Linked DNA regions of Mus musculus: region 1 is linked to region 2. Evidence: chromatin contacts called from public HiChIP or PLAC-seq data. All regions are on one chromosome and are shown on one strand. The core of a region is the stretch at or near the end of the contact, and the rest is flanking DNA. Distances in the headings are between cores, read along the strand shown.

Region 1 (7,135 bases), core at 1,214-3,713, 900 kb after region 2:
GAAACAAGGGTCTTATAGCTCTCTTGAGTTCAAGGCATGCCTGGTCCATACATCAAGTTTCAGGCCAGCCAGGGGTACTGAGTGAGACCCTAGGCTAAAAACCAAAACAATAACCACAACAGATCCTGACTGATGGGGCTGCGCATCTACATGGCTCAGTGGCTGGGAACTCTCGCTGCCCTCGCACAGGACCGGAGTCTGGTTCCTAGTACCCACACGGGATAGCTCATGGTCAACTCCAACTCCTGCTCCAGGAGTTATGACCCCCATGGGCACATGTGCAGACATGTGACACAAACTCACCAAACTGAAATAAATAAAAGAGTCTAAAGAAATAACACAAAGACTGACTAAATGTGTTGAAATGCTAATATTTTATACATACTGGTCGAATACATTAATTTTACCCACTTCTTTTTACTTTTTAAATGTAGCTTCTAAAATTCAAAATCACTCGTGGTTCACTTTATAGCACTACTGGGCAGTGCTAGTCTAGAAATACATTGAGTGACCTATGAACAATGCCCACTGGAGAGACTCAAATTGGGAGACTAGCTATAACACTTTAGTCTATTTATATCTCTTTGTATCATTTAGCATTTTTTTAAAGATTTATTTATTTATTACATGTACATACACTGTAGCTGTCCTCAGACATCCCAGAAGAGGGCATCAGACATGTGGTTGCTGGGATTTGAACTCACGACCTTCGGAAGAGCAGTCAGCGCTCTTAACCGCTGAGCCATCTCTCCAGCCCCTCATTTAGCATTTTTAATATTCCTCATTTAAATAATAAAAAAATAAACATATTAACTTTGAAATGTCAATTAAGTAAAACATTTTTCGTTAAACAAAACAGATCCCAAACCACAGTTATTCACCATGAACTTGAACACTAACATCCCTGGAAATACATGTAAAGATTCCCGTTTGAAGAACAGCTGAGGAGACAAAGGTTGACAACATTTCTACCCTCAGTCTGGCTCAGCCAGTAAAGTACTTGCTCCCAAACCTGACAAGTTGAATTTGATCCCTGAGCCCCACATGGTGGAAGGGAAGAGAAAGGTCTCCCTAAAGTTGTCTTCTGACCTTCATGCCCATGCTGTGACACGCACAATCAAAATTAATATGCTTTGTTGAGCATGAAGACACAAACCTTTGACCCCAGCACTTGAGAGGCAAAGACAGATTGCTCTCTATGGCTTTGAAGCCAGTCTGGTCTACAAATGGAAACTTTGTCTCAAAAAAATAAACAAAAAAATTTCAAACATATATGAACATTAATTACCACACACGATTTTTAAGGGGACTCTGCCCAAGAGTGTATGTGAGGGGCACAAAGGGTAAGAGAGATGACACATCATCCAGAAATACCAGTTGCTGTCACCAGAGCTGTATGAAAGTCATCTTGAATGTGCCCTGCCTACTGCCCTACAAACTCAGCAACCAATCTCCTACCTCCTTGTGAGCAGCTGAGTTGGATTCCCAGAAGCGCTGCACTTTGCTGAAAGTGACATTTGTACAGTCAGACAAGCCACTCAGAAACGTGCCCGAGGACTTCTCGGTGAAAGCCACCTCTGGATCTTGGTCCATGGTCGTCTCAGGGGCTTGGCTTTTGCCCAGGCTCAGGGTCCCCGACTGCAGCTCATTATGCAACTTCACAGCATCAACAGTCAGGTCGCTCTTTCCTGAGAACCAGAGTAACAAGGTAATGGCCCCATTTCCACCCAAACTTCCTTTAGCTGAAGGAACAGAACCCCTAAGAAACAAACCAGAGGGTTTAGACCCCCCCAATCCCAGCGGCAGGATTCCAAACCAGGCTTGCCTGCACAGCCCTGTGTACGCTTGCAATTTTCAAGGCCAAGAGAAAGGAACCCCAGATCTGTTTCTGCTTCCCTGTACTAAAGGCACAGGGACATCCAGAGCCAGGGTCGTATACTGTACGGAGACACCCGAAGGCTGAAGATGTGGGTTAGTAGTTGAGTGTTTAGTTAGCGTGCACAAAGTCCTGGGTTCGCTCCCTGACACTCCCTCAACATATACATAAATCTAAAGGGGCATCCAAGGGTAGTGACGGCCGTGTCCCTGAGACCGCGGTATCCTAGACAAGTCATTTCCCTTCAGAGGACAATTTCCGCATCTGTCAAACTCGAGGGGCGGGCCTTCACAGTGAGCGCCAGGACTGACATTACAAAGTGGCAGGCCGAATGCCACAAGATGCCGCCCAAGGAGTCCCACGGCCCGGCTACCTGACGGGCGGCTGAAGAAGCGGCTCCGAGCGGCCTGGCGATGGCGGCAAGTGGCGGGGTTGCTGTCGCTGCTGTGGCCTTTCTTCCAGCGCTTCAACTTGGCCGAGACACCAGAGGGCAATTTCCCCGAGCGACCCATGTTGACCAAACGGTGGCTCGCACTCGCCCAGAGAACAAGCGTCCACACACGCCGAAAAGACAGCAGAAGCCACGGCAGAACCCACGTGTGTGTCCTCAGCCGGCTCCGCAGCCCCTTCCTCTGATGTCACTTCCTGTCTCCAATCTGTTACCATGGCAAAACCAATCAACATCCGTTCTGAGGCTTCCTATTTGCTTTGCGATCTTAACGCTGGGGAAGGAGTTCTGGTGTTTCGGATGCTGTGTGGGCTCCTGATGCACCGCCAAGATTCGTGGCCGTGAAGGAAAACCTTGTAAAACGGGAATTTCTTTGGAATTAAAAGACAAATTTATATTACTCTCAAAGAATCAGTTGTTCAGCCGGGCGTGGTGGCGCACACCTTTAATCCCAGCAGAGGCAGGTGGATTTCCGAGTACGAGGCCAGCCTGGTCTACAAAGTGAGTTCCAGGGCAGCCAGGGCTATACAGAGAAACCCTGCCTCGAAAAACAAACAAACAAACAAAAATCGGTTGTTCAAGCGGAGCGGTGGTGTCCGCACGCTTGTAATCCCGGCAAACTGGAAGACTGTCGTGAGTTTAAAGCCAGCCTAGTCTCCACACTGCGAGATGCAAAATCCTGTCTAAAAACAAAAATAACAAAATAAATACATCAGTAATCCCAGCGCCTAGGTAACAGACGTTGGTTGATCTCCGTAATTTCAAGGCCACACTGCTCTAAATATTGAAATAGTGAACTCCAAGACATTCAGGGCTACACAGTGAGAACCTGTCTCAAAAAACAGAAACAAACAAACAAAAAACCCTAATAAAGTTTAAAAAAGAAAACAATAATCAAAAACTATGGATGTATAACAAATGAAAACATCTTGGCCTCACGAGAGATAAAAGCAACAACTAGTGCCCACGACTTGCTTTGCAAATTGAAACCACAACGGAATAACGACAGAAAGGAGCAGTGGTGGTGCCCTGTTGCCAAGAACACAGCCCTGATGTCTCCATGTGCTGCTGTTGGTTGATATGGGCACTTTGGGAAACTAGTACTATTTTTAAAAGATGTATTTCTTAAGTTATGTGTACACCCGTGTGATGGTATGAATTCAGGTGCCTGTGGAGGCCGGAAGCATCAGACCCCCTGGAGCTGGAATTACGAGCAGTTATGAGCTGTCTGAGGGTGCTAGGAGAAACCTGTCTCAGGTCTTCTGCAAGAGCTGTGTGTGAGTACACTATCACTGTCTTCAGACACACCAGAAGAAGGCATCCGATCCCATTACAGATGGTTGTGAGCCACCATGTGGTTGCTGGGAATTGAACTCAGGACCTCTGGAAGAGCAGTCATTGCTCTTAACCACTGAGCCATCTCTCCAGCCCTAGCATGAACTCTTCACTGTTGTTAATTCATCTCTCCAGCCCCTGCTCCCTGTTTGTATTTTGAGGTCTCGTGTGACCTATGTTGGCCTTAAACTCACAGCAATTCTTCTGCCTCTGCTTCGTGAGTGATGGGATTGCAGGCATGAGCCCTAACATCTAGCTTGGTCTAGTAGTATCTAATAAAACATATGTCCACTCTACCCAGCAATTCATTCCTATATATACACCCAACAGAGACGATTACTTACTTGCTAAAAAAGAGATAGTTGAGAACTAGAAGTGACCAAACACCCATCAACAGAATAGGTCAGATTCACTGTGATATAATGATATGTAATGGAATATTTTATCATTTTTAAACAGCAGCTTCTGCATAGTATACACAGAGATCTGCTATGTGCGTGTATGATTCAAATTAAATGGAAGACTCCAGACATAAAAGAATGTAGCCAGGCAGTGGTGGCGCACGCCTTTAATCCCAGCACTGGGGATGCAGAGGCAGGTGGATTTCTGAGTTCAAGGCCAGCCTGGTCTACAGAGTGAGTTCCAGGACAGCCAGGGCTATACAGAGAAACCCTGTCTCAAAAAAACAAAAAAACAAAAAAAAATGTGTATTGTATGATTCTATTAATTAAAAAAACAAAAGGACCCCAGTATTGGAATCTGGTACCAGCTGAGAGTAAGCACAGTAGATGTAGTTATAGTCTAATATCTTAGGGGTTTACATAGATGTATTCACCAAGTAATGGTTGTGTATTATATACTTACCTGAATGTATCTTAAAAAATAGAGGGGCTGAAGAGATGGCTCAATGGCCCAGCATCATACTCTGGTTTGCTTCTTTTCTATTTATTTATTTATTTATTTATTTATTTATTTATTGCAGAGGGAAGGGATGGGATAATCAAGCCCTTGCCATGTAACACATTCTTCTTTTGGATTCATGGCAATCCTCCTGCCTCTGTGTATGTGAAGGGCTTGAATTACAGGTGTACACTTCAATGTTCGGCTCATATATATTTTACCCTCTATACAATACTAAACCCACTGAGCTATCATTTGGAGTCAATATGAAAATGGCTGTCCGTTAAGTGACTTTTCTCACTGCTGGGACAAAATGCCCAACAAAGCTATTTAAAGAAGGAAGAATTTGTTTTGGCTTACAGTTTGAGGGAACAGTCCATTGTGGTAAGGAAGACAAGGTGCTAGGTGTGTTGAGCACATTGTGCCTGCATTCAGGAAGCAGGGACAGACAGACAGACAGACAGACAGAGGCTGATGGTACTCGCTTTCTTCTTATCCAGTCTTAGCCCATTGAATGTTGCTGTCCACATATTCAGGGTGGGTGTGCCCCTTCAGTTAAACATTTCTGGAAATGGCATTAGGCACACCACACACACACACACACACACACACACACACACACACACACACACACACACACTACAACCAGAAATTTGTCTTCTAGGTGAGTATAAATCCTATCAAGTTAACAATTAAAATTAACATGGAAAATTCCAAAAAAACAGGTCACGGTACTTGGCATGAGCATAGAGTCACATTGTCACCACAAGAGGGAGCATTTCAAGCAACCTGGGCTATACCCATATGGAAAGGCTGAAATGTTGGCTAGAGTAGAATTTTGCAGGCCCACTCTTCTTGCTCTTTGGTGAACAACACAAACCTCCTCACCTCCAAACTGTGTGCACAAGAAGCACGCCTCTGCCCCTCACTGCAGGGATCACATCTTGGTGAAGTACCAACTTCCCTACCCGTGAATTCTATAACTGGCTTCCGTCAGGAAGATCTATCAAGTCCAGGATTCCTCACACCACATAAGCCACGAGACACCACCCATAGGATATCACTACTCTTAAACCGTTTGAACCAGGACTCCTGTCACCACTTGCTGTGTGACCTTGAGCAAGTCACTTTATTCTCTGTAATAGCTATTCTTGGCTGTCAACTTGACTACCTCTGGAATGAACTAAAACCCAAATGGTTAAAGCACACCTGTGAGGGATTTTCTTCTTAGAAAACAAATTAGAAGTGGGAAGATTCACTTCTAATCTAGATCTTTGTTTTGGTTTTGGTTTTGGTTTGGCTTTTGGGTTGTTTGGTTTGGGGGGTTTTATTTTGTTTTGCCTATTGTTTGTTTGTTTGTTTGTTTTCTGTATTTTTAAGGCAGGGTTTCCCTGCATAGTTCTGGCTGTTCTTGAACTCATTCTGTAGACCAGGCTGGCCTCGAACTCACAGAGCTCTGCCTGTTCTTGCCTTCTGAGTACTCGGATTAAAAATGTGCACCAGCACCACTGGGCCCCCATTGTGGATCCTTGAGGTTAGAAGACACGCCATTAATCCAGATCTTTTAAGAAGATCCAGCTTGGATCTTGGCCACGCCTTCTTCTGGCAGCCTATATAGAGGATGTGGACGGAGGAAGCTTGCTCCCTCTTCCCTGCTAGCCAGTCCAGTCCTTCACTGGCTTCAGAACCTACATCCTTGGGATTCTGGTGTAAACTGAAGACCAGCTGAGACATCCAGCTGCATGCGAACTCAACTACTGGATCCTTGGACCTTCCACTGTTAGATAGCCATCGTTGGACTGGCTGAGACACAGCCAGTAACCCATTCTAATAATCCCCCATATATGTTATACGTATTTGTGTATATTTATTATACATTTATTAGTCAGGATGCTCTTGAGGGACAGAATTTGTAGAATGAATAATAAATAAATCTCCAGGCCTCAGATTGTTCTAATCTGTAAAATGGGCATGATACAAAAAAAAAAAAAAACCAACATGCTTGCTCATAGGTTTCACAAAAATTAATAGGAGCATGAAAGCAAGGTGCTGACCACAGGGAACATGGCGAGCAGGCGAGGAGTGTGAACTGTGGAGCTGTCATTGCTGTCTAAGAAACTAGCCTTGAGTTCCAGAAGCTATTTATGATTCAAGCTTAGGAGAGCGCAGCCAGCCTCCCCACTTTGCAAACAAAAAAAACCTGGTCTCAAAGGGTTCGATGACTCCCCAAGGGCACACTAGTCGAGCCGATAGCTGGGCAAAGGCGGGAGAGACAACTGTTGGTAGGCACATCTATAAAAAACCAACAGTGAGGCTCCAAGGGAGAGAACAGAGCTACTGCACCCAGAGAGCTAAGGGCAGAAAGAGCAGGAAGGTCCTGCATAGGTCAGTGGTTTTGTAATCTGTTAGGCCACCAGGCAGTAGGAAGGGGAAATTAAAGGTTAGCCTCTTGTCCCAAACAAAGAGGAAGTCTGTGGCTTGGGTGTGTAATTTGGAGCTCTAGCTAGCTCTAAGGATGGAGAGAGCCTCTATTGCTCTAAGAGGCTCATCAGAAGGAACTGAGTGGGACATAGTTG
Region 2 (7,029 bases), core at 664-3,163:
TCGACAGGAGACCCTGTCAGTTCTCTGCCAGGTCCTCTGACTTCTCCCTGCTTGTCCCTTCTCAGTGCTGTGCCTTTAACTCTAGATGCTGGGGATAGTTATATCCCCAGCACCCCCAGGATCTGTACCTTCAGCTTCCCCTATGCAATCCGTCCTGATCACTCCCTAACAGCACAGCCGCTGCCCAACTCTGTATGGTTAGACCCCCCCCCCCCGCCCCCAAGTGGCTCTTTTCCAGCTGGCCCCATTAGACAGGACCAATTTCCCAGGGCCCTCTCACCCCATACGTTCCACTCTGTGGCCTCTGCTAGGCAGGACTTTTCTCACCAGCCCACATTTGAGACTGCACTCGCATCAGCCTGTACGTGTGAGGTTACAGCCCCCTCAGCATGTAACCTGTTTCCCTCAGCTCTCCATCTGTTTTCTCAGCTGCCTCTCAGAGGCTTAATTCTTGAAGCATCATCTTCATGAAGATGTCTCTGCTACTCCAATCCTCTTCTCCACTTCGTGGCCCCCTTATTATTTCTACGATGTCTGCTCTACCCTTCCCTTCCGTGAGATGCACAGCAGAAGATGGAGGGTGCCTGTGGGACCTTCTAACTTCCATGTTAAAGGCTCTGTGGCTCTCCTGGGTATCCTCTATAAAATGGCTGACCAGCTGATGCTGCCCGCTGGTCTGGACCCCTTAGTACCTCTCAGTCTGCCTCTTACCAAACCCCTCAGAGTGAGAAGACCCATGTGCCACCGTGAAAGACTGTCCTTCTATCAACTCCATGTCTTTTCTTGTCATTTGTCTCAGACTCTCCAGTGCTCCATCCCTTAAGTATGACCTCATGAAAGTCCAAAGTTCTAGCCTGCACATGGAATATAACACACCCTTAAACGTTTGAAAGTTCCAGCCTCTGAGAGTCATCAGCCCCACTTCAGAAGACAATGCTCTTCAAACTCAAAAACTGGGAAGTCATCTTTGCATGGTCTCTTGACGTATGTATGCCTTAGGCCACTGCTGGCTTATTCTTTCTTAGTATATATTTCTTTAAATTGCCAAAGCTGTTTTTTAAAATGGTTATTGTTATTATCAGTATGTGTGTGTGTATGTGTGTGTGAAATGTGTGTGGGCATGATGTGTCAGGGCATGCATGTGCCAGGCTGGCAGTGACTGTGGAGTCCAAGGACAGCTTTGTGGAGTTGCTTCTCTTTCCGTTTTTTATCTGGGTTGTGGGCATGGAACTTAGATCATCAGACCTGCACATTCAGCACTTTATCCAGTGAGCCATCTGACATTCTAAAATAGATAGTCATGAGGGTACTGGAGAGACGCGTAGTTCCCCCAATAAACTTAGGGTGAACACCCACAAAACAAACAAGAGTCAGTAAGCGACAGTGACTACAAACGCTCTTCACACCATGGATGAGCCCCTCCTCAGACTCAGAAAGCTGGCTGTTGCTAGCATGTGGGCCATCAAATTTTCTATCTTCTTGCCTTCCCAGAGCTTCACTCTTTGTCCCATCCCTGGCAAAAACCAGCCAAAGCAGGTTCCTTCACTCCTCCTACACGTTTCTTTAAAAAGCTGATCTACTTCCCTATAGCCATTGCTAACCGATTGGCACTGGTCAAGTATCCCAAGGTTTTGGTGCCTCTGAGCGCTGGAGGAGCCCTAGAGGGCAAAGAAGAGGAATAAGGCTCCGAAGGGAATCTCTTACCTCAGCTTCTGGCTGGCAGGGACAGTTATCTTATTCAGCTTGTCCATTTTCTTGAGAGAGGATGTGTCGCTGTCCAGGGGGGTGTCAGCAGCTCCTGGACTTCCTGGGGAGCAGCATGGTAAGGCTCTGGCCTCAAGAACTCAAGCCACTGGAACTGACTTCTGCGAGCAACCCACAGGCTGCTGGCAAACACCCCTGCACAGGGGAAGTAAAACTCGCTGGAGCGCATCGCCAAGTTTCATGTTTCTACGAGGTCATGTGATCCAGGGAGTCAGCCAGCCTGGCTGATTACTGTGCGTTGTGTAAACTTCGGTAGTGAAACCTTATTGGGCATGCAAATCCCTTCCAGTAGCTCTTTTATGATCAGGTGTGTTGCCAGGTTGGATAAGTTTCTGACTGAGCACTACTTCCTGTTTGTCCCAAACCTTAGGTAGTCCCTGTTTTTAGCAGATGGCCAGAGTCACCCTGCCACTTCTTAGGTACAAGGAAAAGCTGAATAATCAATTATATCTGGATGGCTCTTTGGGGGCTTTCTGCTCATTTGCATTAAGCCATGGGTTAGCCTCTTCTTCTTAAGAACTAAGACATGAAATGGACAGTTCTTGTCACCGAGGTCACAGCAGTGGTCATTTAAAATGTGATAGGTAATTCTTTGTGCAAGGTCAAGGTCACTTAGGGGTGGGGAAAGGCGACCCTATCGTATGCTGTGTGGAGTCAGGAGTTGCCTTGCTGAAAGCTTGCCATTTTCAAATAAAGACAGGATACACTCAAAAGTCAGCTGAGGACAAGCCTAGTGATTTCCCAACACATGACATCAGGCGGATGCCTCCTAACTCCCCTCCATGTCTTCCCCTCTCATCACACCCAGTGCGACATGTCAGGTGTAGGGGTATCCCAAGCACAGTGAAATCCCACACCTGCCTCTGACCCCATCTAGACAGTTCTGCTATACTCCTCGAGACAACAAAACACAAAAAACAAAAAAATGAGAGGGCGTGTTCTTTCTTCCCCTTGGACCTGAACACCCCCACCCCCACTCACCTGGCACATCCTAGTCACCTTTGTGAAAGGAGATTACGTTCTGAACATTATCAAAGGACCATCGACCTGGGTCTAAAGAATGCACGGGGGGTTGGAGGGAGACAGAGTGGAGGGATTTCAGTTATCTCTCCTGTTATAGCTTCAAGGGCCTGGCTGAGGAGAGAGTGGGAAGGAGGACCAGGCCAGAGAAGGGAGGAGAAGAGACAGAGAGCAAACCCGGATTTCTTCCCGCCCCTGCCCACCCCCACCCCCAGGTTCTTTGTTCAAAGAGGAGCTCTTCGGTCCTCCTGGTTCCTTGACTGTTCACGTTCATGCACTATATCTGAATTTGCCATTCTTCAGGATGTCCGAGAGCTGATGCCTCAGAGTGGTTGAAGGGTGAGGTCCCTTTGCAGAAGAGTAGGGCATCAGGAGAGAAATGCAGACACTTGCTTCCCGTAACTGTTGCCTTTCTCTAATCTGCCTGCACGGTTTTCTTGCAATGTATCCTGAAGGAGATCTAGTTCCCTGCCCCGCCCTTCCCACAGCTCTTAGCAGAAAGGAACATAAAAACCATATATGATGTCATCAAGGGTCAGGAGAGTCTGGCCAGGGGGGTGATAATAGCCTTTTGTTCCTTCTGGATGGTTGTAAAATGCTTCCAATTGACCTGCGGACTTTCCTCTCCACCAACTCTGTCGAGCACCTGGTCTGGCAACTTCTTATTTCCCCAGAGAAAGAGAGAGGGTCGAGGGTTCCACTTCTGCTTTTTCTTTTTACAGCCGCTTGTCTTTCTTCTTTTTACTGTATTCAAGTCCGACACGATGAAAACGAGAAACTGCTTTTCCAGGCCGGTGTGTTGCAGTTCTGCCCCGTGTGGTGTGGAGTGTGTGGAGTGGGTCAGTTCAATGATCCAAGCCTGACCCAGTGGCTTTCCTGCTGCCACGGCTTGCCAAGAAGGGTTGATCACGACTGGGAACCGGTTACCAAATCTCAGCTGCTGACTTGTTAATGAAGTGAGACCACACAGTGTGACTCCACAGCTTATGCCTTGAAGAGCAGCCAGGCCCAGTCTACAACAGCAGGTACACAGATGACTGAATCACCAAAGTACCACGACAAATGCCTTTTAACAACTGTGAGTCACACATACCACGGAGAAAGCCATATGGCACAATCACTTTGGAAGGAGGTTCGTGTTAAATGGTGCACATGTTTGTGAGGGTAGGTCATAGGGTCTATGAGACATTTCTAAGCTGATAAACCAAGGTCACATGCAAGAATGTTCAGTGAAGCGCTGCTATTCCCTCCTTCGGGGCCTTGGGCAAGCCGTGCAAGTGCTGCACCACTGAACACCAGCTTGCTTTCCTGTTTCTAACAGGAAAAACAAAAACCCAGTCTTAGCAATGGTCCAGTTAGTTGTCCATCAACAAGACAGTAATGAATGATTGGTACCATTTTTCACATAAACAGATACTATTGAACAGCGGAAACCAGTGAGCTCCAGTTGTATCACTGTGGATAGATGGCAAAAATAATATTTTCCTCTTTAAAAGTATTTTATTACTATTTTATGTGTATTAGTGCTTCACCTGAATGTATGTCTATCTATACACCTACTTGAATACTTCTGGGGAGTAGGGGCCGGAAAGCATTCGATTTCCTGGAACTTCAGGTACAAACAGTTCAGGTGTGAACCTCCATGTGGTTGCTGGGAATCAAACCCAGGTCCTCTGAAAGGACACAGATGCCCCTTAACCACTGAGCCACCTCTCCAGCCCCAGTTTTTAAAATATAATTTAAGCAATAAAGACAAACTGAAGAAGCAAATGTACAAGCCTGCAAGACGGCTCAGTGGGTAAGGGCACTTGCTGTAAGACTGACTCCTGAACGTCTCCAGGTCACACACGATAGAAAGAACTCCTCTGACCTCCGGGTGTCCGCAGTGGAGCACGTGAGCACACAAAGAAGTAAGATTTAAGCAAAACTGTTCAAAAGAAGTTAATGCCTCCTAGAAATGACTGTCTAAACAAGCCCAGACAGTGGAAATACCAGTAAACATTCTACATGCAGAAGGGGGAAAGCTCATGGAGTTTGGTAGGTGACAAATGACTTCTGAGAGAGGGAGAGCTAACCTTTCCTAAGGATAAGCCTCTCAGTTGAGTATCCAATACAGAGTAGTCAGTGCTGAAATCCTTTGTGCTCAAGCAACACAAACAGACTCAGCAAGTTGCATTTATATAACTGCATATATAGAGAAGGGGTCCACAGGCCTGCCAGACAATGGAAGCATCTTCTCTGTTTTGGTGTGTTTGGGGTTGGAGGGTGAGTGTGTATGTGGAGACCAAGGACATTACTCATTGTTCCTCAGGCACTGTCCAGATTGCTTTTGGAACAAGGTCCCTCATCAAGACATGAACTCAGCAATTAGGCTAGGGTGGTTGGTCGTGGAGCCCCAGAATCCCTTCTGCCTGCTCATTTCCCCAGAGCTAGGAGAGCTTAAGTGTGCCACCAGATCTGAAATTTTTATCTAGGTTCTGGGAAGTCATACTCGGGTCCTCATGCCTCCACAACAAGCGTCTTACCAACTGAGCAATCTTCCCAGGCCCCACACCCTATTTCTTAAGTCAAGTGTTAGACATGACTATCTCTTTTACTGTCATTATTTATGGCCTCCTATGTCATGGGCATTAAATATTTAACAGAAATAATACAGACCTGGGATTATTGAGGAAAGACAAGATAGCATGCAGCTCCATGAGAGAGTGAAGACTGAGTAGTAGAAGGAGGAAGAGGAGAAGGAGGAGGAGGAAAAGGAAGAAGAAGAGGAGGAGGAAGAAGAGGAAGAAAAAGGAGGAGGAGGAGGGGGGAAGAAGAAGAGGAAGAGGAGGAAGAGGAGGAAGAGGAGGAGGAGGAGGGGGAGGAAGAAGAAGAGGAGGAGGAGGAAGAGGAAGAGGAGGAGGAAGAAGACAGGCTTTGTGGGAGCTCCTGGGTGAGACCCAGACAGCTCTGGTCAGTCCTGGTTGATTTTTCTTGCTTCTGTGGTAACAACTACAGCAGTATGTCCATTGAGCACTTTCTGTATTTCCTGTACTACAGTCACATTCCTTTTTCATATGAAGAATCGATTCTTAGGCTAAATAACAAGTCGAAAGTGCTATCCTTTGTCCACAGAGGAGCTGGGACTCAGTCCAAGCTTGTGTACAGTCTAAACTGCCCATCAAAAAAAGCTTTTCCCATTACAAGATAGATCTGTGATGCTGATAGAAGGCTTTGTCCTAGCATCAACTTAACCACAGACTTGAGAGAGTCACTTACTGTCCCTGACTTCATCTACTCTCTTTTAGAGGACAAGGAGAACACAGATATCTAAACATTGGTGAGGCATCTAAAATCTAGCTAGCACCTGTGGGACACCCCTGTAGATTCCAGAAAGAGAGGCCCCTGGTTCTCTTGTCTCAGACATCTTAAAGAGAGGCTAGGTGGGAACTTCAGAGGGAGTCCAAGTCCTCAGAGGGCCTGGCATGTGAGCTCTAGTTATATAACTCTGGCGCATGCCCTCTGACTGAACTTCCTTGCTGGAGCCAGTTTAGGCAAACAGACCAAGAGGAGGTACCATGTGCTGTTGGCACTGTGCAGTCTGGTCGTTAAGCTTTGCAAAAACCTCATTAAAGCCATTGCCCTTCCTCTTTTGTGCTGTGATGACTGCTCTCCAGGAAGGAGAGAATTACTCCCGAAGCCCATTAGTCACCCTGCAGCAACAGCAGCCCTGGCTGCATTCTTGACTACACAGGTTCCTGAGACAGGAACTTGCCACTGGTCAGCCATGCCTGGCTTTCTCAGCTAGTTGCAGCCAAGGGTCTAATAGCTGAAGAAGCTAAGGGAGGCAACCAAGTCACCTGGGTGAGACAGTGGAAGCAAATATTGGAAAAGGACAGGAAGGGTAAAGACAAAAAAAAGGAAGAGTGGCAGACACTGACAGCTGGTGGCCTGCTCACTTCTGTCATGGGAGAAGAAAGAAGGAGGAAGAAGGGCACAATGTGTGTGGCTTGAGCAGAAGGCTGAGGCTCCTTGAAGCGCAAGCTTCCCTTTTTGGGGTCAAACGGGTCCTCTATTTTATCTGTTCAACATTCTGTCTCTCTGACTGACCTACAGGGTGGCATCTAATTAGCTAAGACAAAGACCCAGGTTCTGTTCATTGCATCAGTCCAAGATCATGTTGGAAAGAACATTGTAGTAGCCTGGCGTTGCCCTGGACAACTTTTTAGACTCTTGCCTTCAGCACTCAGACACTTTGTCAAGAGT

What was found. HiChIP or PLAC-seq counts read pairs in DNA pulled down with a chosen protein or histone mark.
Region 1: a contact with region 2 is called in an H3K27ac HiChIP or PLAC-seq map of microglia, with 6 times the contacts expected there. The contact joins the promoter of Rrp12 here to the promoter of Blnk in region 2. A contact is called at or near these places in 1 of 39 promoter capture datasets (pre-B cells) and 1 of 115 datasets of contacts at active chromatin or transcription factors (microglia).

What each region holds. Positions count from the first base shown.
Region 1 is chr19:41,893,690-41,900,824 of GRCm38.p6, forward strand. Rrp12 (ribosomal RNA processing 12 homolog (S. cerevisiae)) reads right to left here and starts at 2,464. Exons shown (of 34, transcript NM_199447.2): 1 at 2,250-2,464; 2 at 1,459-1,688. The coding sequence starts at 2,388.
Region 2 is chr19:40,992,308-40,999,336 of GRCm38.p6, forward strand. Blnk (B cell linker) reads right to left here and starts at 1,914. Exons shown (of 17, transcript NM_008528.5): 1 at 1,705-1,914. The coding sequence starts at 1,751.